Regions from separate parts of the Mus musculus genome. Here regions 2, 3 and 4 are each linked to region 1. A link is a contact called in public ChIA-PET, Hi-C and promoter capture Hi-C data. All regions are on one chromosome and are shown on one strand. The core of a region is the stretch at or near the end of the contact, and the rest is flanking DNA. Distances in the headings are between cores, read along the strand shown. Region 1 holds the start of Kmt2a (lysine (K)-specific methyltransferase 2A). Region 2 holds the start of Vps11 (VPS11, CORVET/HOPS core subunit). Region 3 holds the start of Dpagt1 (dolichyl-phosphate (UDP-N-acetylglucosamine) acetylglucosaminephosphotransferase 1 (GlcNAc-1-P transferase)). Region 4 holds the start of Hinfp (histone H4 transcription factor).

Evidence for each region. Promoter capture Hi-C pulls out the DNA fragments that hold promoters and counts their contacts. Hi-C and Micro-C count contacts between places; a contact is called where the count stands out from the background. ChIA-PET counts read pairs in DNA pulled down with a chosen protein or histone mark.
Region 2: a contact with region 1 is called in an RNA polymerase II ChIA-PET map of effector CD8 T cells, with 21 read pairs. The contact joins the promoter of Vps11 here to the promoter of Kmt2a in region 1. A contact is called at or near these places in 2 of 115 datasets of contacts at active chromatin or transcription factors (effector CD8 T cells and thymic regulatory T cells) and 1 of 9 other capture datasets (liver).
Region 3: a promoter capture Hi-C map of liver shows a contact between it and region 1, with 4 times the contacts expected there. The contact joins the promoter of Dpagt1 here to the promoter of Kmt2a in region 1. A contact is called at or near these places in 6 of 39 promoter capture datasets (the 3T3-L1 cell line, the C10 cell line, cranial neural crest and 2 more), 2 of 115 datasets of contacts at active chromatin or transcription factors (microglia and thymic regulatory T cells) and 3 of 9 other capture datasets (adipose tissue, liver and pancreatic islet).
Region 4: a Hi-C map of muscle stem cells shows a contact between it and region 1, with 2.0 times the contacts expected there. The contact joins the promoter of Hinfp here to the promoter of Kmt2a in region 1. A contact is called at or near these places in 2 of 39 promoter capture datasets (liver and pre-B cells), 1 of 484 Hi-C or Micro-C datasets (muscle stem cells) and 1 of 115 datasets of contacts at active chromatin or transcription factors (microglia).

The regions. Positions count from the first base shown.
Region 1 is chr9:44,878,975-44,884,374 of GRCm38.p6, reverse strand. Kmt2a (lysine (K)-specific methyltransferase 2A) reads left to right here and starts at 3,086. Exons shown (of 36, transcript NM_001357549.2): 1 at 3,086-3,526. The coding sequence starts at 3,101. It overlaps Gm39326 (a long non-coding RNA gene), which reads right to left. Exons shown (of 4, transcript XR_870694.3): 2 at 1,672-4,883; 3 at 1-30.
Region 2 is chr9:44,358,842-44,364,612 of GRCm38.p6, reverse strand. Vps11 (VPS11, CORVET/HOPS core subunit) reads left to right here and starts at 2,943. Exons shown (of 16, transcript NM_027889.2): 1 at 2,943-3,168; 2 at 4,626-4,774; 3 at 4,866-5,001; 4 at 5,312-5,475. The coding sequence starts at 2,982. It overlaps Gm40516 (a long non-coding RNA gene), which reads left to right. Exons shown (of 2, transcript XR_870691.1): 2 at 1-33.
Region 3 is chr9:44,323,005-44,329,270 of GRCm38.p6, reverse strand. It overlaps Dpagt1 (dolichyl-phosphate (UDP-N-acetylglucosamine) acetylglucosaminephosphotransferase 1 (GlcNAc-1-P transferase)), which reads right to left and starts at 2,456. Exons shown (of 9, transcript NM_007875.3): 1 at 2,066-2,456; 2 at 1,599-1,719; 3 at 1,105-1,318; 4 at 134-280. The coding sequence starts at 2,232.
Region 4 is chr9:44,302,952-44,308,757 of GRCm38.p6, reverse strand. Hinfp (histone H4 transcription factor) reads left to right here and starts at 3,087. Exons shown (of 10, transcript NM_172162.3): 1 at 3,087-3,142.

The DNA.
Region 1 (5,400 bases), core at 1,837-4,336:
CAAATAGCTAAGGCCATAGCTCCAAAGTAACTGTTAAAAAAAATTAGCCATATGACATATTGATATTCAAGAGAAATGAGTTAAGATTTACAACCAAAGAATAAAGCACTTTACGGTAACATGAGAAAGGTAAAAAAGAATCTCTCTCAGTGCCTCCCCCTCGAGGTGTGTGTGTGTGTGTGTGTGTGTGTGTGTGTGTCCGTGTCCTTAGGATCAAACCCAGGGCTTTCTTTCCAAATATTAGGCAAGCACTCTCCCATTGAATGTCCCTCTGCCAAGATTGTCTTACTGGATTTTGGTGTTAGACCCCACTAAAGTTTTGGACCTATCCCTAAAATATGTGGCCTAGGGCATTACTCTAAGACTCAGTTTTCCCACCTGTAAAATAAGGGTTATCTTATATGATTAGTAAGAACTGAATGCACATAAAACATTTGGGATCATAGAAAGTACTCAATAGGGGCTGGTGAGATGGCTCAGTGGGTAAGAGCACCCGACTGCTCTTCCGAAGGTCCGGAGTTCAAATCCCAGCAACCACATGGTGGCTCACAACCATCCGTAACAAGATCTGACGCCCTCTTCTGGAGTGTCTGAAGACAGCTACAGTGTACTTACATATAATAAATAAATAAATCTTTAAAAAAAAAAAAAAAAGAAAGTACTCAATAAGAGCTAGTTATTTCTGCTCGAAAACATCCAGCCACAAAACAAATTCTAATCTATACCAGGTCGCTTTGCATCAGCCTGAGAGAGAGCGACTAGATAATTTTCCAAGGAGTTCTCCCCGACTTCCCAGGCTCATGTCTTCACAGCCTGCAAATATTCTCCATTCTTGCTGCTGCCACCCACCCTGCAGACCTCCCACCTGTGCTAAATCAAGTGTGCTTGTAGGGAGAGGGTTACGCAGAATCTAACGGGTTTGTTTTCTCAAAGGTGGAGGGCGGGAAGAAATCCTGTTGACACAGTTATATAAAGCCTGTCACTCAGTCCCCTGCCTACTACCTCTGAAGGCCGTTATGCATATTAAAGAAGGGGGGCGGCAAATACAAAAGAAAAATAAACGAGAGAGAGTGAGAGAGGGAACAAATCAGGATGCTTGAGGGAATCCACGTGGTCGCCAATCTGTAACTGATCAGAGCAGCTATACTGAAGCAAAACCCCAGAGCCTAACGCAAAAATACATTGCAATAGAGAAACCGTCCACAATGGGGTGTGTTATGTCCTAAGCAGAGTCTTGGGGCTGCTGTTTAATACCCTTTCGCAGCTCCCATCCTCTCGGCGCCTAGTAAGCCACGAGAAGCAACAACGGAATCTGGTTGTGCGTGCGTAGTGTGAATGTGCGTTTTGCAAACCATCTGGGCTCCATCCTGCGTGGTTGGAACGATGATCGATCCCGGACGAGTTTGGGGAGTTGGGGCTTGACTATGTCTCCTCCCCTTCTCTGTTCCTTTCCTCGCTCCCCCCCCCCCCTCCCCATTTTCTCCTCAGGCACAGACGTCTCTCCGTAGGAAGGACGTAGATTTTTCAGCACCAGGAGGCCGTGGACCTCTGGAGGCGTGCAGTACACCCTCCAGTGGGCTGGAGCTGGTTGCTACCTGCCTTACTATGAACCACCCTGTCGTTCCCAAATCTGCCACCCGGGGAGGTCCTGGTTAGAGCAGCGCCGGGTACCGGTGCGGGAGACCTGGACGGCTGCATGACCTTCCTGCGAACTCCACCTCGGCTGGGGGTTGGGGGAGATGGAGGCTGCTCCGGGTCTGCAGGCAGTGTATCGATCCCTAAGCCTCAGCCAAGGCAAATTCTTCGGGCAGCAATCTCTCCCTCCCTCCTTGGCTTTTCCATCCCCGCAGGCTTCTAACGCCTCGCTGGAGGCGCCGTCTCCCATTTCCTGCAATAAAGTAAATCCCGTGGATATTCACCCCACCATCAACCCCCGGCACTGCCCTACCCCTCTTCCCTCCCTCTCGGCTTGCTAACCCTGTGTATCATAATGCCCTACGCCGGGCTTCAAACCCCCCCCCTCCCAATCATGAGAAATGTGCTGGCGAGCCCCCTCCCTCCGTGTGCATACATTAGGGTCTGCTTTGCATGCAGCGGCAGGCTGGAAGCGGAGGAAGAAGGGGCGGGGCGCCTTTGCCCGCCTCTTCCCTCCAGGCCCTGTCCGTTAGCCACCCAGTTTCAGCTCCGTTGTAACGCCAGGTCGTTTGCGGAGCGCACGCTGTGGCTCCAACGCCTGGACTGGGAAAACACACCCCAACTCCGGAGAAGGGCACGGAAACCAGAAGCCCCTCACCTCCCTCCAGCGCACAGTGGAGCGAGGAGGTGGCAGAGGCCGACCACACGGTTGTGTGGATTTTGGAAAGAGCTCCAAGCGTGAAGATGGGAGGGGCTCCTCTTTTATTGGATTTTATTTTTTTAAGGCGCGTTCGCCGAGAGCCTTGCCATTTTGCATAGAATCAATTGGGCGACGCTTGGGTTTTGCATGGAGTACAATGGAGCTTTCTGGATTCTAGAAGCGTTCCATAAGGGCTAAGCCCGCCGCTCTCCAAAGCGGCGGAGAAGGCTCGCTCCTCCGGGGACCCAGCAGCCGCGCCGCACTGGAAGCGGTTCTCCTGGGCCGCTCAAGTCCCTGCGCGTCCCGGGAACGTGTGTAATCGGCTTCTCGGCTCTCTCGGCTGCGGGCCACCCGCTCCCTCCGCCTCCATCCTCCCGCCGCCCTCGCCCCCTCCCCCCTCTCCCCGGAACCCGCCTCCGCTCCGGGCTCCAGGGCTTCCTTCCCCCCCTCATCTTCCCTGGCGCTGCCGCTCCCGGAGGGCGGGGCATGCACTTATCCAGGTTGCCGGGCGGGAGGAGCCGGGCCCGGGGCTCGGCATAGAGCAGCGGCCTCCGGGCGGCGGAGGCGGAGGCCAGAGGCTCATATGCAGATTGCAGGGCAGGCGGGCGCCACCCGGCGCTCGGCATAGCGGGCCGCGGGGTACGGCCATCTGGGCGGCGCCAGGCGGGTTAGGCAGGTTCCGGGGCCCGCCGCTCCCCCCCCTCCGCCTCCCCGCCCCCCTGTGTTGTCGCCTCTCCCTCTCGCTGCTTCACTTACGGGGCGAACATGGCGCACAGCTGTCGGTGGCGCTTCCCCGCCCGACCCGGGACCACCGGGGGCGGCGGCGGCGGGGGGCGCCGGGGCCTAGGGGGCGCCCCGCGGCAACGCGTCCCGGCCTTGCTGCTTCCCCCCGGGCCCCAGGCCGGCGGTGGCGGCCCCGGGGCGCCCCCCTCCCCCCCGGCGGTGGCGGCGGCGGCGGCGGGAAGCAGCGGGGCTGGGGTTCCAGGGGGAGCGGCCGCCGCCTCAGCAGCCTCTTCGTCGTCCGCCTCGTCTTCGTCTTCGTCATCGTCCTCAGCCTCCTCAGGGCCGGCCCTGCTCCGGGTGGGCCCGGGCTTCGACGCGGCGCTGCAGGTCTCGGCCGCCATCGGCACCAACCTGCGCCGGTTCCGGGCAGTGTTTGGGGAGAGCGGCGGGGGAGGCGGCAGCGGAGAGGTAAGGGGGCGAGGAACCCCAAGGTCCGGGGTCTCGACCCTCTGAAGAACCCCTCCCCTCCCCCATGCAGGTCTGAGGAGCATCCCAATTCTGGAAACATCCTGGGGTCCCTAACGTGGGGCAAATGGCCCTCCCATCTCAGGACCCCCGTTATGGGCTGCAGACCCCCAGGCGCCCTTACCCGAGGGCTCAGACCCTTCTAGTTGAGGGCCTTTAGCCCCCGTCCCGCCTTCTTCCCCTGGACCCTTCCCCAAATCCCTTGGCACAGACCCCCTTGCGGGGGTTTCCCATCCCGGGACTGAACCCCTCCTCCCTTTCACAGATTACCTCATCCGAGCCAGATTCCTCCCTCCCTCTGCCAGAGACCTGATCCCGCCACATCTCCGCCTCCTTCCCTGGGCAGATGTGTTACTCCTAGGGCAGTCTTCCCCCTTGGACATCTCTCGGGTGGTGGCTTCATCCAGAGCCAGGTTCTTATCCTGGCCCTTGGGAAATCCAGGTCCCTTCCTGCACCTTGCTTCTGAAAACCTGACCAACCCTCCCTCCCTCCCCAGCCAGGTCTTCACCTTGCCAGTCACTCCCCCTTGTCTCACCTCTACCACCAGCCCACTCCCACCTCCTGCACACCAGGCCTCCTCGTTCCGCCCTACCCCTCGGGGAAAGCTTTCTCTCTACCTTGTCGTTCTCATCTCTCCTGCGAAGATAACAGTGCTCTCCCCAGCGTTGTCTCTTTCCTCATCTTCCAGGGCTACGTTTCCTAGGCTGCTGGTGTCAGGGATTTACCTCCAACTCCACCCCTTTCCCTCCTTTAGAGGAAGGACCAGAGGTGTGTTCGAGGGAAAATGGTCCAGTGTTCCCCTAGGCTTGGAGCAGAGCTACTTTCTAGCATTCTCCTTGAGAGGAGCAGGGTTTCTCTCCAGCTCTTGAGAAAGGGGGCCCCGGTGAGGGGTGATGTTTGTGGGGGAACTAGGACTGCATCCTCCCAAGGGAAGCAGCTGCTCTCTTACCCCACCCACTGCGCCTGAGAGCTTGCAGCCTCTGGCCCTGGCTCCCTCCCGCCCTTCTCTTTTTCTCGTCATTTCATTATTGATCCACCTTTTCCTAGGCCAATCCTGGGTCTTGGAAGGGGGTGGAGGAAAGCCGGGTTGGAATGAGAGTAGATAAAAGGACAGTTTTGCCTTAGTGTGGTGGCGTTGGTTGTTGATGCTTTGGGTTGGGAGAAAGAGGAGGGTTATGAAGCCAAGTTAGTCTTTCTGCGATTCCTAGTGGGAGACTCAAGGTGGATGAGGTAAAGGCTGAGAACCGGGATGCTCCGATGAACGGAATTCAGCCTTTTTCAGCAAAAAGGAAAGTTGCCCTGGGAAGGGAAGTTGAGTTCAGGTTCAGTCAATGGCTATGCGCATTTGTTTTCCATTGGATGCAGAAAGGGCAGTTTGAATCGCAGGGGAAGGGGGGGGGGGGAATGTAATGGGGGATTCTAGGGGGAGGAAGAGCAGCTGCCAGGGGCTGAAGTGAAGGGGGGGTAGGGGTTTGCTGCTCTGGAGCTGTTGATTGAAACAGAAAGGGAAAGATAGCAACCAGCCGTTTCCTGCGTGCACTGCCGTTGGGGCACACAAAATATCCTGGGCAAACCCCTTGTGCCCCACTATGCCCCACACCCCTTTAGATTTAGCAAAGGCCTTGGACGGGGGTGGGGAATCCTAGGGACCCCTGCCTCTCCTTTCAAGGAGCTGGTCTTTTTTTTTTTTTTTTTTAAGTTTTTAGTCTTCCAGCCTCCTTTTAAAAATTGTTTCTAAGGCAGCTGGCTCAGGAGACTGACAACAACCGCCTCTGACAGAGTAAGGAGGACATGATGGGGGCGTGTTCCTTGCTAT
Region 2 (5,771 bases), core at 1,694-4,193, 520 kb after region 1:
CATAAAAGAATAAAATAGAAAATGTTTAAGTTATATTGATTCTTGAATTCTTTCAAGACTGAAATTCTCAGTAGACAAAACTGTTACTGAATCTGTGCACATAGTTCTTTCCTGGTTATGTTCCTTGCCTGACTGACTTTACTAGAGTCAGACAGGTAGAACTAATAGACAATCCTGGTTTGTGTTCTGACAAGTGTACCTTTGGCCTCGTGCCCCAGAAAAATATATAATTAAAGATCAGGCAAATGAAGAGCTCTTGTTTTATTTTTAAATAACTTTGATGTTTTCTGGCCAGAGGATCACCTTTCCCCTAGGATAATTATACCTCTTTTTGCACCTGGGTGCTACAAGGACTTGATGAGAAGCAAAACCACTGTTAGGTATCATTTCCTACATGAAATTGGGGGTTGATTCCTGCCTCTTTTTTGTTTTGAGACAGTCTCTTAGACTAGCCTTGAACTCATGGCAACTTTCCCCACCCTAGCCTTTCAAATTACAGGCACGAGGCACCGTCCCTGGCTACTGTCTGCTGTGAGGCACCGTCCCTGGCTATTGCCTGCTGTTAATGCCTGTTCTCTAGGGCGGTGGTCAAGGACCACAGTTTGCTCCTTACCCTTTTGGGCATTTAGTACAGTTCCAGTAGTGGGTAGTACAGAAAATGTATTTGTGGAGAAGTGAAAAGCAAACTAGTAGGTGGAGAGAGGAGCTGTGGGTGGCTCTGGTAGGCCAGTTTGTGCCTTAGTGTCACGCATCAATAAGACCCTATAGGTACAGGTAGGGCCGGATGCAGACATCAGAGGAAGAAAGACTGCCATGTGGCAGTGGCAGGAGGAGGAGCACGAGGTGGCATGCTTGCATATGCTATTCTCTCTTATTTTGTTTGAAGACAAGATCTCATTATGTATCCCTGACTTGCCTGGCATCACAGTACTTGTTGAGAGCATGTTTGGAGGTTCTAGCAGGGGAGGTCAGCTACTTGTATGTTTGAACTGAGAAATGGTCCTCCTCTGTCCTGGAAGGACAGGGTCTTCGACAGAACATGCTACAGGAAGGCCACAGTCACACACAGAGTGGTGAGAGAAGGGACATCTGCCTAGATAACAAAATTCACTAAATCAGTCTCAGTGAACAAGATGTCACCTTGATATCATTGTCACTTTCTTCACAATGCTTCTTTTGACACAAACTTCATGGTTCCCCCTGACACACAAACAGGACACAGGACACAGAGCTGTTTCTACACAGAGCCGGTTGGACAGCTATGGAAGACCTTGACTTATTAAAATCACTCTACTCTCAAAGCTGCCACTCCCTGGTCTTTGCTTGCCTCTTCCTCTATAGGAAGGATAAGAAGGTTAACAGGGTCTTAGGAGTTGCATTTTGCACCTCAGCAAACATGGATTGGGTGTATGAGAAGTTATACACTCTGAAGCAGAACAGAATATAATACACAAGGTTGATTCAAACTGTGTCGGGGGCAGGACCAAACTTTTTTTAAATTTTTTCCAGCAGTTGAAAAACCGGTTTCATATACTTGCTTTCTTCCATTTATGACCTAAAATATCTCTGACAGGTTTAAAAACAAACAAACAAACTTAAGCACAGCAAGCTAGAATTCACAAAATGTGTGAAATCCTCATCAGTGACTGAGCATTTTATTGATTTGTCTGTCCCCCATTGTCACCACAAACAAACAAAAACCTCAAGACTTTCTTGGTTAGAGTAAACTTTCTGACTGGTATACAGTGGTGGATTTTCTATAGAGATCTGCACAGAAAGTACATACTGTCCATCTAGCTGCTTCTTTTTTGTTTTTGTTTTTGTTTTTGTTTTTTTCGAGACAGTGTTTCTCTGTGTAGCCCTGGCTGTCCTGGAACTCACTCTGTCTGTAGACCAGGCTGGTCTCGAACTCAGAAATCTGCCTGTCTCTGCCTCCCAAGTGCTGGGATTAAAGGCGTGCGCCACCACCACCCGGCTCTAGTTGCTTCTTGATAGCATAATTTTACTTATAAAGTTTTGTTTAGTATTATATCTAAGTACACTGTAGCTGTCTTCAGACACACCAGAAGAGGGCATCAGATCCCATTACAGATGGTTGTGAGCCACCATGTGGTTGCTAGGATTTGAACTCGGGACTTTCAGAAGAGCAGTCAGTGCTCTTAACCGCTGAGCTATCTCTTCAGCCCTATAAAGTTTTTTTTGTTTTGTTTTGTTTTTTTAATTTATTTATTATATGTAAGTACACTGTAGCTGTCTTCAGACACACCAGAAGAGGGCGTCAGATCTTATTACAGATGGTTGTGAGCCACCATGTGGTTGCTGGGAATTGAACTCGGGACCTTTGGAAGAGCAGTCAGTGCTCTTAACCTCTGAGCCATCTCTCCAGCCCTTGTTTTGTTTTTTTAAGATATATTTATTTACCCAATGTATATGAGTACACTATAGCTGTCTTCTCACACACCAGAAGAGGGCGTCAGATCTCATTACAGATGGTTGTGAGCCACCATGTGGTTGCTGGGAATTGAACTCAGGACCTCTGGAAGAGCAGTCGGTGCTCTTAACCACTGAGCCATCTCTCCAGCCCCCTATAAAGTTTTATACATCTAAAAAGCTTTGGATTTGATCGGGCAGTCTATTAACTACTTTTAAAAAGGTGGCACTTAATTACAGCTTTATTTTGCAAAATTAAAAAGCTGATGAATTAGATAGCTTCCCAAAACATTATTCTCTGCATCGAACAGAGTATTGAGTTTTGAGACACCGCCTCTCTGTGGAGGGCATGCGGACCTCGAATCGCGCCACCACTCTCTTGAAGGACGTTGTCAGTCCTAACAAGATCAAAAGAGCATTAAGGAGCTACGGAGCACGCCCCACCTCTCAGTCCCGAGCAGCAAGCCTTTTGTGCGCATGCTCCCCACTGTCACATGACTCGCCTTTCGGTTCACGTGATTTCGCTTCCGGAGGCGGGGGCCTTCGGCAAGATGGCGGCCTACCTGCAGTGGCGGCGTTTCGTTTTCTTCGAGAAGGAGCTGGTGAAGGAGCCGCTGGGTAATGATGGGGCTGCTCCCGGTGCCGCGCCTGTGTCGGGATCCGCTGCTTCCAAGTTCCTTTGCCTCCCTCCTGGCATCACTGTCTGCGACTCAGGCCGCGGGAGCCTGGTCTTTGGAGATATCCTTCTTTCGGAGGTGTTTCTTTCCTCAGCGCACGCCGGACGAGTTTCTACAGCGAATGCAATCTGTCAGTGGCGTTTTGCGTGCTCGCAGTTAGACGCGAGCCCAGATGTCTTTTGTGGGCTGATGGGAGAAAGAAGGAAGTTCATTTTCTCACTTGTCAACTGAGCAGTCCTGAGCAAGTCATTTAACTCTCGGCTTCAGGTTCCTTTACTGGAAAAAGGTTGTTAATGCCAGTTTGACAAAGGTTAAGATCGGCCCCCTCGCAAATAGACGCAACTTGCCTTTAAAATATGTGTGTGTGTGTGTGTGTGTGTGTGTGTGTGTTTGATTGTGAGTGTGTGTGAGGTGTTACAGTCCCTGTCTAATATTGTAGGCGAGGAGGTAGATAGATAAGGACTTTGTTTGCTTTGTTCACGAGCTATGAGCTATGTGGGGAAGCCCTTGGGATGTACAGTCAGACCCCAGCTGAGGTCTCAAGCCACTGGTAGTTACAAACTACATAGGGGCTACTTTTTCCTTTCAGAGACGCTCATTCCTCAACTTAAGATAGGTTTACATCCAGGCAGATCCATCATAAATGGAAAGTTATACAAGCCAAAAATGCATTTATCTTGCCTAGTCTACCAGTCTAAATAGCAACAGAGTACACTATAACTATACTATATCAATGTTCCCTTCTGATTCCATTGCTGACCGGGAGCTAAATGTGCCCAGCATCACAAGAGAGTATCTTTTTCAACATCTTGGACAGGGTCTCAATGTGTAGACTAGGCTGGTCTTGAACTCACGCCCATCTCTTGGCTCCAGATCACTGGGATTAAGGGCTATCCTCAAAGGAGTATCTTACCCATATTACTAGCTCTGGAAACTTGTCAATTATGCTTTCTTCTTACATGCTCTGCCCCTCAGCCCTCAAAGTAGAATTTCTGCTGCTTGTCACTTTTGTAGGATTGTAAATTAAAAGTTGCTAAGTCAGTGACAACACACTGATCATACTTTTAATTTTTAAATAAGGTGCAGTAAGAAATTAGCAACAATAATACTAAAACAGGACAATTATAATAATATCCTGTAATTGAAATTATGTGAATGTAATCTCTCTTAAGATTACAAGTGCATGTGTGTGTTTCATTTCCTTCTTTCTTTTTTAAATTTATAACACAAGATCCCATTTAGCCAAGGATGACTTCTAACCTTCTTACCTTTACCTCTGGAGTTCTAAGATTACAAACATGTGCCTCTGCACCCAGTTATATATGGTGCTAGATATCTAACCCAGGGCCTTGTGTGTGCTAAGGAAGTGTCAGTTGTGTGCTATGTCTCCAGCCCTGGCTTCTCCTAAGATATTTTAATTCCTCCTTGTACTATTAATGCATAGAATATGCAGCTGTAGACGAGGTGGGGGAGGGTCACGTCACTCCTTGGAAAAGAGGCACCTTGACCACCCTGCACATATGGAAGGCCAGATCTGGTTCTTGCCACGTTCTCTACAGCTTACAGGGTTCCAGGCCTACAAACTACGGGTGACACACTTATATCAGCTGAAGCAGCACAATATTCTGGCATCGGTTGGTGAGGATGAAGAGGGTATTAACCCTCTGGTAAGTCCCAGAAAAGAAAAATCCAGAAGCCCGAGGAATGGTTTTTGGTTGGAGGGAAACTAACTTTCACATGTCTGTGGTCTGTCTCTAGGTAAAGATCTGGAACCTGGAAAAGAGAGACGGTGGCAATCCACTCTGCACCCGGATTTTCCCTGCCATCCCAGGGACAGAGCCAACTGTTGTGTCTTGTTTGACGGTCCATGAGAATCTCAACTTTATGGCCATTGGTATGCTGAAAGGAGGAAAAAACGCATTCCTAGATTTTTTAAAAAATGACTTATTTTTATTTTATGTACATTGGTGTTTTGCTTATACATATGTCTGTGTGATGGTGTTAGGTTCCCCAGAACTGGAGTTACAGGCAGTTGTGAGCTGCCATGTGGGCGCTGGGAATTGAACCTGGGTCCTCTGGAAAAGCAGCCAGTGCTCTTAACCACTGAGCCTCTTCTCCAGCTCCCATTCCTAGATTTTTAAATACATTTTCTTTGACGTGGTCTCTGCAGTTGATACGTGCTGCCACTGTTTTCTGTTTTTCAGGGTTCACAGATGGCAGTGTCACCCTGAACAAGGGAGATATTACCCGGGACCGGCACAGCAAGACGCAGATTTTGCACAAGGGCAACTATCCCGTTACTGGGCTGGCCTTTCGCCAAGCAGGAAAGACCACCCACTTGTTTGTCGTGACAACTGAAAATGTTCAGGTATCATCAAGGTCATGCCCAAGGGAACCAACAGGCGAGGTTGGAGAGTCCTACAGTTTTTAAATTATAGCACTTTGTTTTCCCAGTTTATTATTTTATTTCTTCATATAGGAGACTAAGAGGTAGACTTAGGAAAATGACTCTGTGCCTGTAATAGCATAATGTGACTCTCCCTTGTCAGGCACAGTTAGACAAAGAGCTTTAGCTCTCCGGTTCCTGGTAGTTCCTGGAGTTACAGGTGGTTGTGAGCTGCCTTTGGAAAGTGTTTGGCCCGAAGGATCAAGCCCCGAACCCCC
Region 3 (6,266 bases), core at 1,207-3,706, 550 kb after region 1:
AAATAGCTCCCATTCTAAAATCACTGTTGTCTTGTCATTCCCCACCCCTTACACACACACAAGAAACTCTCTAGAGTCATACCAGGCAATTCCCTTAACACCCAGACTTCTCCTTCTCCCCAATCTCACCTACCTTCCAGTTCCACCAGGTTGAAGACAATGATAGAAGCAGAGATGACTAGTGACTGACCGGCCTCTAGGCCATTAATGCCCGCCAGGATGTTGATGGCATTGGTACAGAACACTGCAAGCAGCCCCATGTAGACGTAGTACAGGATCCCTGGGGGACACAGCGAGGAGTAGGATTTGGATTTGTTTGTTAACAGAACAAAGCACAAGATGAATGGAACACCAGAAAGGATCCAAATAGGCAAGGTCTAGTAGCTCAGGCCTATAATTCTAACTACTTGGAAGGCTGGGACAGGAGGATTACCTGTTTAAGGCCTGCCAGGGCTAAATAAGTTCAAGGCAATTTAGTGTGTGACCCTGTTTGTTTTGTTTTTTAAAGATTTATTTATTTTTATGTATATGTATTTGTTATTTTATGTATACACTGTAGCTGTACAGATAGTTGTGAGCCTTCATCTGGTTGTTGGGAATTGAACTTAGGACCTCTGCTCTCTCAGGTCAACCCTGTTCCCTCAGTCCCTGCTTGCTATGGCCCAAAGATAAGTACACTGTAGCTGTCTTCAGACACACCAGAAGATGGTGTCAGATCTCATTACAGGTGGTTGTGAGCCACCATGTGATTGCTGGGATTTGAACTCCAAACCTTCGGAAGAGCAGTCAGTGCTCTTACCCGCTAAGCCATCTCATCAGCCCTATGACCCTGTTTTGTTTTTTTGTTTTTGTTTTTGTTTTAAATACAAAACAGAGACAGGAAAAGCTTTGATAATAAGTCTTAGTGCAAGCATGACTTCCTTGAAACAGGAAGGAAATAAGAGATAGGGAAGAAGGAGGGAAAAGAGAGAAAGTAGATACAAGGACAGAAAAGAAATGGTTGATGGGGATATGGACCACCAGGAGGGGTCCTCTATTGGGACCTCAGAGGCAAGGGTACCAGAAAGTAGGTGCCACAGGGGCAGTAGTGGCAAGGTTACTCACCCAAGTCCAAATGCAGGCCCAGAATCCAGCGGAAGGGCTTGGGCACCACGATGGTTGTATTGCCAAAGTTTGTGAAGTAGACCATGAGGAGAGGTAGTGAGGCAGCTGTGGGCAGCAGCAGCTTGTGGCGCCAGCGGAGATTGAGGACATCATCAGCAAACCCCAGGAAGATCATGCAGCAGATGGCAAGGAGGGCACCTATTAGGGCCACAAACTGGGGGAGAAGTGGGCACGTAATGACTCACACCTACTTCTACTCTGTCAAGAATTCCTGTCTTTTCCATTTTTTTTTTCGGAGTTGGTGATTGAACGCCGGGTCCTTGCACATACTCACATACTGAGAAAGCGCTCTACCACCGAGCTATATCACCAGTCCAAGAATTCCTGTCTCTATGGTTGTGGCCACAAGCATCCTTTTCCCAAATCCAAATAACCCCAACTCAAGTGCCCGGCCCCAGCCAGCCCGCTAATAACTTCCCCACTGGTGCACTTACTTCATGGTGGGGGAATGCCTTACACTGCTCCTCCACGAAGCAGTTCAGGAAGGGGAAAGGGATGAAGCAGAAGAGGATGATAAGGAAAACAGCACCGCTGATCACTCCCTGGGACTCTGGGCTGCGGCCCAGCGGGAAAGGGTGGAGGAGGAAGAAGAAAGGGGCGTGGTCACTCACAATAGTAGGGGTCCCAGTAAACCAAAGTGGCCTTCTCAGGATTTTGTTTGTTGGGGAGTAGGGAGAGCGTGCACAGGGCAAAGGATACCTACCCCTCTACAACTCCTGACACCCAACAGTTCCATTCCGTCCTTCCCAAGGATAGACAACTTTAATGACCTCCCAGAGTTCTGGGTGCCTAGGTTAGCTTTCCGGCTAGTGCAAAGCCAAGCATCTCAGTCCTTGCCCCTGTTCTGCACAATCCTGCCCCCCCCCCCCCCAACCCAGGACACTCGCGTGCGGTTACTCACATCTGCTGCTGGCTGAGCTTGTTGAGGTCCTGGCCACAGAGGCGCGCGGCGATAAAGTGGCTACGGAAGGCAGGGATGAGGGTGACTGTAGCCACGAATCCCAACAGCGAGCCGATCAAATTCACCAGCAGCGGCAGCGGCAGGGGCAACTCCGGGAAGGCCCACATGGTGACCCTCCGGTGGCCGCCGCCCCGCCGCCTACTCAGCTAACTGGTAAGCCAGGAACAATCCCGTGGCCTCGGCAGCCGGCAGTGCGGCTCCCAACCCGCAGAGGATTCCGGCGCCAGCGGGAACAAAACCCAGCTAGGACGCTAGGACCTGACCCTCCCTCCTGACCAGCAAGAAGCTCTTAGGAAGCAACCTCGGCTCTGCCCCGCTGCACCTACCCATTGTTTCCACCCGGATCTTAATTGCGAAAGAACTATCGCTGCTGAAGACCGAAGCACCATTTTTAAAACGGGCACTGTAGCCGGACCGGTAGTGTTATTTTAAACAAAGCTTTAGTTCTAAAGGAGTGGTACCATTAGCGTTTTTGAAAACTCAACTGAAGAAAATACAAGAACGTGGATACTCTCGAAACAATCATATTGTGCAGCTCAGAGTGGAAATAGGCTTTGCCCAGTTCCAACATGAACGCTTCCTCGTACCACGTGGCTGACACCGCTAGTTCTGTGGTTCCACGTCGTCTCCCTCGCAGGTCGGGTTTAAAGGGCTAGCAGCCTGAGCTTAGTCTGGGATGCCCTGGGGCTGGAAATATGGCTACTGAGAGCTGGCCGTGGTCAGGAAGAATGAGAGTGTGGAAGCACACCCGCTCTTTGCAGGAAAACTGTTGCCGACGTAAACACTGGTTCCAGAAACTCAGGAACAATCTGGAGGGTTTTTAAAACCTGGGAAGCTCAGACACTCGAAAAGCCCCTCCCGCCCTTTTTCTTGTTCATGATCCAGGTACTTTTCCCACAACCCACCCACCTTCTGCCTCCACTATAGCAGTTTGTTGCTGGGCAACCTACCGCTGCATTTCGCCAGGAGGAAACTGTTTGAGCTTTCAGGTCTTCGATTAAAGCAGGGATTAAAACTTGATGTTGGATCACAGCACTGTGCCAACGCTTTCCAAATAGACAGAAACCGACGCATTGCAAATAACTAACGAGGCAGGAGAGCTTGTCCATACCTCCAGTGAGCTTGTGGGTTTCCTCCCAGTCAAGTTTCTTCCTCCCAGTCACTTACTTGCCTTTTGACACCTGTACACGCTAGTAGTACAGCAGTTCACTGGAATATTGATCCCTTAGGTGGCAAATGTTTTCCTCAGAGAGGAATCCACCACAGAGAGTTAGGGAGTTGACAATAACATGGCGTTTTGTCCATCCCCTTTTGAATTACAGCATACTCCTAGAATCAGGGTGAAGTTGACACTACTTAGGTCAAAGAATTTCTTAAGGGCTGGAGAGTAGGCTCAGTGGTTAAGTCTGCTCTTCCGAAGGTCCTGAGTTCAAATCCCAGCAACCACATGGTGGCTCACAACCATCCGTAATGAGATCTGACGCCCTCCTCTGGTGTGTCTGAAGACAGCTACAGTGTACTTACATATAATAAATCTAAAAAAAAAAAAAAAAAAGCCGGGTGGTGGTGGCCCACGCCTTTAATCCCAGCACTTGGGAGGCAGAGGCAGGTGGATTTCTGAGTTCAAGGCCAGCCTGGTCTACAGAGTGAGTTCCAGGACAGCCAGGGCTACACAGAGAAACCCTGTCTCGAAAAACCAAAAAAAAAAAAAAAAAAAAAAAAAAAAAGAAGAAGAAGAAGAAGAACTTCTTAGGTTCCTTTTTCTGAAAGTCAGGTATTCAATGTCCATTCAACTTGGAGATGGCTCTTATTAACATTAAAAGCCCCATCTATGTCCCAAATACACTTTACTGGATAGTATAGTAAGTTTTGTTTTTCTTGTATGTGTAACACATGCAAGCCAACATCAGGGAGGCAAATGTTTTCCTCTCCTCTGGTGTCCCCTGAGGCATAGGACACAAAGAGACCTGTGTACCAGGCATCATCATGCATGATGAGTGAGTAAAAAAAAAAAAAAGAGAGAGAGGGATTGGAGTGCACGCGGATGTGAGAGGGAGGAAGGGAGGGAGGGATATTAGCTCACAACATTTCCATAGTTGGAGGGGAAGGGTCTTCCAAACTGGGAGGCTGAGCTACACAGAGCAGGTGGGGGGGAGGAGCTAATGAAATCCCCAGAGGAGGGAGCATTCAGCTATCCTGTTGATCAGGAGTAGCTGAGACTCCCTGGAGGTGTGAGGGACAGTCTGTATCTTTATTTATTTTTTTATTACTATTATTTTTATTTGGAGGCCAATTCTAATCAAGCTTCTTTTCCAAGCTGGCTTAAAGCCCTAAAATCTCTTTGTTTCTTTCTTCTCAGAGACCACTATCTCATCCACCAGCCACCTAGGAGGGGTGAGAACTTGTTTAAAGACCAGGCACTAGGGATTTATGTGTCTGGTCCATCAGAAGAGGATATGTGGATATTTGTCATATAATCTGAATCATTTTGCTTCCGGGGCGATAGTGCTCCACCTGGCTCACTTGGAATGTTGTGGCTTTCCTGGTAATGGTTGAAAGCATGGGCCTGAATCCTGAAGTGGTGTCTCTGGAACTCCCGAATCTGCTGAGTTGTCCTGTTTTCCCTGTGCCGAGTAGAGAGCACACAACTCAGCAGTCTTGAGTGCCTCCCAGCAAGCAAGGCCAACCTACTATTAAATCAACTGCCTGACAAAGCCTAGCTCAGATGCGTTTCCGGCAGTGTAAAAGGACCGTGAGAGAGCTCTGCAAAGTCTGAGGCAAGGCCTACCTGTGGCCCTGTCTTTCCCCTCTGCCATCTCTACTTTCATTCTGACTACCAAAAGTCATCAACTGGAAGTAAAACCTAACATTGCCCAGTCCTTTGGGCTGACACGATTTTTGAGAAGTGGAAAATAATGTAGAGAGTTGTAGTGGCCACTTGACTGGTCTAGAACTCACGATTTAGAGCAGCTTGAGCATGAACTTGTGGCAATCCTCCTGCCTCTCCCTGTATTATACACATCATCACACCTAGAGTCCTGGTCCTTCTTTTTTTTAATTTAATTTTTTACTTTATATATATATATATATATATATATATATATATATATATATATATAAATTCGAGACAGGGTTTTTCTTTATAGCCCTGGCTGTCCTGGAACTCACTTTGTAGACCAGGCTGGCCTCGAACTCAGAAATCCACCTGCTTTGCCTCCTGAGTGCTGGGATTAAAGGCTTGCCCCACCACCGCCCGGCTTTTTTTTTTTTTTTTTTTTTTTTAAGATTTATTTTATGTAAATGAGTGCTCTATCTGTATGTACACCTGCATGCCAGAAGAGGGCATCAGATCCCAGGATAGATGGTTGTGAGCCACTATGTGGTTACTGGGAATTGAACTCAGGACCTCTGGAAGAGTAGACAGTTGCTCTCAACCACTGAGCCATCTCCCCAGCCCCACATCCTGCTTCTTAAACTTGACTGACAACAGGAATTCTAGAGAAGTTGAAAAAGATGACCAGATATTTCTGAACAGGGCAGAGATTCCAAATAGTACTACAAATAAAGGAAGAAAAGTATGGATTCAAATGATACTGTTTTTCCTCTTTTAAGAGCTAGGTCAAAATGACCTTACAAAACGTCAGGTCAACCTGAAATTTCAAATGAGTGGTAATCATTAACTCGGTTTTATACAGCTCATGATATTTGGTCCTAATATTCCCTTTGTAGTAGATGTCTTTTCTGATTTCATTTTTGTTTGTTGTTTGTTTGAGCCTGGGTCTCTCTATGTAGTTTAAATTGGTCTTGAACTCAAAATCTCCTGCCTCTGCTTCCCATGGGCATACTGAGATCATAGGTGCGAGCCACCATGCCCTGTCCAAAGGGAAGCTCGCTTCTGAGGCTGAGTCTCAGTCACTGAGGTCCTAACTTCAGTAGGTCTCCTTTTTTCTTTCCTCCTTTCTTCCTTTTTAAAAGATTTTATTTATTTTATGTATATGAGTACACTGTAGTTGTCCTTCAGACACACCAGAAAAGGGCATCAGATCCCATTACAAATGGCTGGGAGCCACCATGTGGTTGCTGGGATTTGAACTCAGGACCTCTGGGAAAGCAGTTGGTGCTCTTAACCGCTGAGCCATCT
Region 4 (5,806 bases), core at 1,838-4,337, 580 kb after region 1:
AGGCAGGGGCATGCAGATCTCTGAGTTTGAGGACAGCCTGGGAAACACAGAGAAGACCTGTCTCAAAACAACAGCAAACAGAAGCAACAACAACAAAATATTAAAGTGTTCTATTTTGTCTGACCTAATCTATACCCTTTAATAAACATCAATGGTGCTTTGTAGGGGGCAGCTTTTTAGAAAGTAGTCCCAGAATATGTCTGGATAACCCAGCCTGAATTGTGGTTCTTAAGATGAAAGTGAACCCTAGTAGGCAACAAAACACTACCTCGAAGTCTGGACTTTAAAAACTGAGCCGGGCATGATGGTGCATGCCTTGAATCCCAGCACTCGGGAGGCAGAGGCAGGCGGATTTCTGAGTTCAAGGCCAGCCTGGTCTACAGAGTGAGTTCCAGGACAGCCAGGGCTACACAGAGAAACCCTGTCTCGAAAAAAAAAAAAAAACCTTAAATAAATAAATAAATAAATAAAAACTGGGTGCTGGTGGTGCAGGCCTTTAATCCCAGCACCCTAGAAACGAGGGGTGAGGCAGAAGAGAACATTCAGCCACAAACAACACTTGCTCCTTTTGCAGAGGACCTTGGCTCAGTTACCAGCACTTTACCTGGCAGCCATAACCATCTGTCCAACTGTAGTTCTTGGGGTTCTGGTGCCCGCTTCTGGCACCAGGCCATGCATGATGCACATACATTTAGTCAAAGTATTTATAAAGGTTTGCTTTTAATTCTTGAGATGGTTCCGAGGAAGTGGCTTAAACACTGCTTTTAAGCACCAAGTCCTCTTGACGAGGACCCTGGTTCAATTCCTGGCACCCACATGGCAGCTCACAACTATCTGTAATTCCAATTACAGGGAGGATCTGATGCCCTCTTTTGGCCTCTGCAGTCACAGCACACACATGCTGTACCCACATCCATGCAGCAAATACTTGTAGACATTAAAGAAGTAAATCGTAGCTAGTTGTAGTGGTGCATGCCTTTAATCCCAGCACTCGGAAGGCAGAGGCAGGCAGAGCTCTGTGAGTTCAAGGCCAGCCAGGCCTACACAGGATTATAGAAGTGAGGTATCATGACCACAGCTACATTCTCTTTCTCGAGACATTGCCTGTAGGATCTTTCTGCCTCCACAGCTGCAGCAGATTTGGGTTTACAGGCCTGTGAACACCTGGCTCAACTTGACCTATTTTTATGTTGTCTCTAAACTTTTATTTACATAGGACACAGACAAAATGATTTTTGAGGAAGTGTCTCTAGCCCAGGCTGTCTTGTCACCTACTATATAGTACCAGCTCCCGGAAACTGCCCTCAGGTTTTATGATCCTCCTTCCTGCCTCCCCTTCCCCTGCCCCTCCCCTGGGAGTACAAGTGTGTATGTGTCACCACACCAAGCTCATTGTGGTGGTTGGCTGTATTTTGTTTTCGGAGGGGAGGTCTCTCTCCCTGTCTAACCTTGGGTGGTCCAGGACTCACTATGTAAACCAGATTGGCCTTAAACTCAGAGGTCCACCTGCCGCTTCCTCTGGAGTGCTAGGAGTGAAATTATGTGCCGCCGCACATGGCATTTTTTTTTTTTTCGAGACAGGGTTTCTCTGTGTAGCCCTGGCTGTCCTGGAACTCACTTTATAGACCAGGCTGGCCTCGAACTCAGAAATCCGACTGCCTCTGCCCCTCGAGTGCTGGGATTAAAGGCATGCACTACCACGCCTGGCTTGAGCATGGCAATTTTAAATTCTGAATTTCCTTCACTGGATTGTGTGACTGTGACTGGTTTATAAAAACGAAGAAATAGGCGCAACTGGTCTTTCTCACTGGGTAGTGTAGACTGCACAGTAGTAAGCACAAATACAATATATCATAATAAGAAGAGTCAATTCTCAGGCAAAGGACCGTCTCCATTGAAAACACAAGAATGGCTAGTTACGTAATGGGAAGTGGGAAGGGGAGACTTTCAGGGGAAAACAAGTGGACACATGGGAAGTAAAAGGAGGCACAGTGTGGTGGGGAAACTGAAATTTGTGTCTGAGGTGCAGGAAATGAGGTCCAAGACGCAAGATAGGATTTGAGGTAGGCAGCACCCAGATGCTGGCGTTTGGAAATTCTCCATTTGGTTTGGGGCCATTGTACTGAAGGCAACAGAACGCCTTTGAATATTTTACACAGAATTCTGACTTGATCGAGTCTGGTTTTGTTAAAGATCACTTTGCTGGGCTCTGTGAAGGATGTCTTGTAGAGAAATTAAGCACTGGGGCATGTTAAATGAGTGTGGAGTTCTGGAATGGGTGTCATTCGTCGAACAGAATGGAAGTGAAGATAGAGGAATATGGATGATCACGTGTTAAAGAAAGTAGACTTCGGCCGGGCGTGGTGGTGCACGCCTTTAATCCCAGCACTTGGGAGGCAGAGGCAGGCAGATTTCTGAGTTCCAGGACAGCCAGGGCTACACAGAGAAACCCTGTCTCGAAAAAACCAAAAAAAAAAAAAAAAAAAGAAAAAAGAAAAAAAAAAAAAGTAGACTCCGGGGCTGGTGTGTGTGTGTCTGTTGGTAGAGCATTTGTCTAGCAAGCAGAAACCCTTGAATGAATCCCCCAGTATCCCTTAAACTTGGTGAGGTGGCGCACTTAGGCAGGTGGGTCTCTGTGAGTCCAAGGTCAACCTGGGGTACGGTACATAAAACAGAGAAGACTTAAGAAAATCAAAGATGAAGGTGGTGCCCCAGTGTAGGCGAACTACCTAGACAACTAACCGAACTACAAACACCGTGAGGAAGATGACAGACAAGGCCGGCCAAACTAGGCGCATGCCCAGTGGGTGGTCGGCGCGAGTTTGCGCAGTAGTGGGAATTCAAGCCTCAAAGCTTCCCGCCTGCGCACAGTCGGGAGCAGGCCCAACCCACTTTTGAAGGTGACGCGAACTTCAGCCACATCCGGTCGTCCCTCACTCTCCCCCTTGGGACTCGGAGCCCTCTCCGGGACGATTCCCGCCTCTTCCGTGTTTTGGTGCGCACGGGCTCTGACAGACGCAGCGGCCATTGGCTGTCGGTCGACTCGAGAGCGGCGATTGGCTGTCGCTGGTCGTCGCTCAAACGCCTCGGGGTAGATGGTGTGAGGTGGGTGGGGCGCTGGGCAAACCAGCGGCGCTGGCAGGTGAGTGGAGGCTTGCGGCTCCCGTACCTTGGCGGCTAAAGCGGCTCTCTCCGGAGCCTGCGGAAGGCCGGGCTTCCTGGAGCCGCTCGGTGTGGCGTCCGTGCCGGCCCTTAGCCTCCGCGCCCTCGGGCTAGGGGGTCTCTGCGGCTGGACTCCCTCGGCACCACGCTTGACGCCGGGGATCCCGGGAAGCTCTCCCGGATGGGCTACTTCCTCTGAGTTCTAGCTACCTATCCTCCGGCCTCAGCGCCCAGGCGAGGCTGCCCACCGGCCTTTTCGTGTCCCGATCTCCCTGGTCCTGCGCCTTGGATTGGTTGCGGGGTTCAGCCGTCAGATCCTGGTCTGTGAGTCCTTGTTTAGGACCTGGGCCTTTCTTCTGGATTGTGGCTCAGAGTTCATTGGTGCCTGGCGATAGAGTATATACTCTCCTGATAATTGTTGATGGGATGGTTTTGTACTTTGACTAGTGATGAAATGTCAGGTAAGGATCCTGGGGGGGTTGGATGCTTCTCCATCCCCTAATTAACACTCAGAAACAAGGCTAGATGTAGCAAACCCTTAGTGAGCCTCAGTAGTGCATTAGGCCCATATGGCTTAAGTAATTTAAGATCACAAAACTAAGGAGTTTCGTTTTATTTTCCTTCTCCATCCTTCTGACTTCCTCTTCAGACAGATACACCCTTAGACATAATGTGATGTCCGTGGTGGCTTTCTTTTTTGTGAGACCATCTTAACTTTGTGGCTCTGGCTGTCCTGAAATTCTCAAGAGATCCTGTCTCAAAGACTGGCAACGCCACCCTGTTCCCCACCACTTGATTAGTGGTGTGAGCATATGTGAGTGAATGGTGGTGGTGGGGTTCCTGGGGTCATATTCAGGTTGTCAGGCTAGTGTGACAAGAGCTGCTTTCCCCCACTGAGCCATCTCACTTCTGCAGAATTGTCCCTTTAATGTCCCTCCTAGAAATTTTGCATCAACCTTTCACTTTGTTCTCGTTCTTTTAAACTACATACTTATTATATACTTTTGTTTTGTTTTGTTTTTAGAGACAGGGTTTGTCTGTGTAGCCCTGGCTGTCCTGGAACTCACTTTGTAGACCAGGCTAGCCTTAAACTCAGAAATCCGCCTGCCTCTGCCTCCCGAGTGCTGGGATTAAAGGCGTGCACCACCACGCCCAGCTTATTATATTCTTAAAAATGTTTAGTAAAGTATAGACACTGGAGTGTAAACAGGGCTCCTTCAGTCAAATGGAATCTACATTTTAACGTTAAAGGAGTAGTGGGATCTAGTATTGTGTGGGCAAAGCAAAGACAAATTATGGTATTGAATGCCTGACGGAAAATTTAACGTAATCCAGTAAGGAGTAGAATGCTTCAGGGTCATGTAGGCTATATGAAATAAGAATATGAACTTTGGGCTCAGCTTCAGCTTATCTATAAATGAGGTTTAAATGATGCCTGCCTCATAGTGTTACTAATAACATGATGCAAATAAAATGCTTAATATGAGGCTAGAGGTGGCTCAGTAAAGTACTTGCTTCACAAACCTCGGGAGGCCCTTGGTTTGATCTGCAGAGCCCACATTAAAAAAGCAAAGAGTCCAATGGCTGGGAGTGGTGGCACAGGCATTTAATCCTAGCATTTGAAAAGCAGAGATGGATGGGTCAAGGCCAGCGTGGTCTACATAGCTTGCTTCAAGGCAGCCAGAGAGACCCCATCTTGTAAAAAGGCCCATGAATGTTTGTGATCCTGTTGGGAAGTAGAGACAGGAGTCTCCTCGGAGCTCACTGGTCAGCCTACTCAGTGAGCTCCAGGGCAAGGAGAGACTCTATCAAAAGCAAACAAAGCCCTCAGATGGTTGATTCTTGAGGAACCATGGGTCCCTTCCAGTTGACTTCCAAACACACACACACACACACACACACACACACACACACACACACACACACAGAGTGTTTACCATGGCTGAGTGTGGTGGCTCAAACTTGTAATTTCAGCTACTTGGGAGTCTGAGGCAGGAGGATTGCAGCACAGTAGACAGACCTCAGAGTAAGTTTAAGGCCCACCTGGGTCAATTAGGGAAACCCTGTCCCAAATACTATTTATAAGGTCCTAGATTCCGTCCTCAGTACCAAAAATAACCAAAACAAGAACAAAATAGTATTTTTGTGAGGGCTTTTTAAAAAACTTGATCATTTTTTTTTCTTTCCCATGCAATGGTGTTTTTCACGAACAAAAGTCTGTGTGAGAATATTGGATCCTCTGGAGTTGGAATTACAGACAGTTGTAAGCTACTATATGGGAGCTGGGAACTGAACCCACATTCTCTGGAAGAGCAGCCAGAGCTCTTAACCACTGAGTCATATCTCCAGCCCCTTGAGATTTATTTTTACTTTAATGTGTATGGGTGTTTTACCTGTATGGAGGTCACATAACATGCCTGCAGTGCTCTCAGGGCAGAAAAATGTGTTTCATCTCCTGGAGCTGGTGTTATAGATGGTTGTAGCAGCCATATGGTTGTTGGCAGTCTAACCTAGATCCCTTAGAAGAGTTGTCTGGGCTCCTAACCAGAGCCTTCTCTCCATCTCCATTCAACAAAATAGTGCTATATATACAGTAAGTGTGATATTCCAAACAAAAAGTTTTGTTATCCCCAATTTGGCCAAG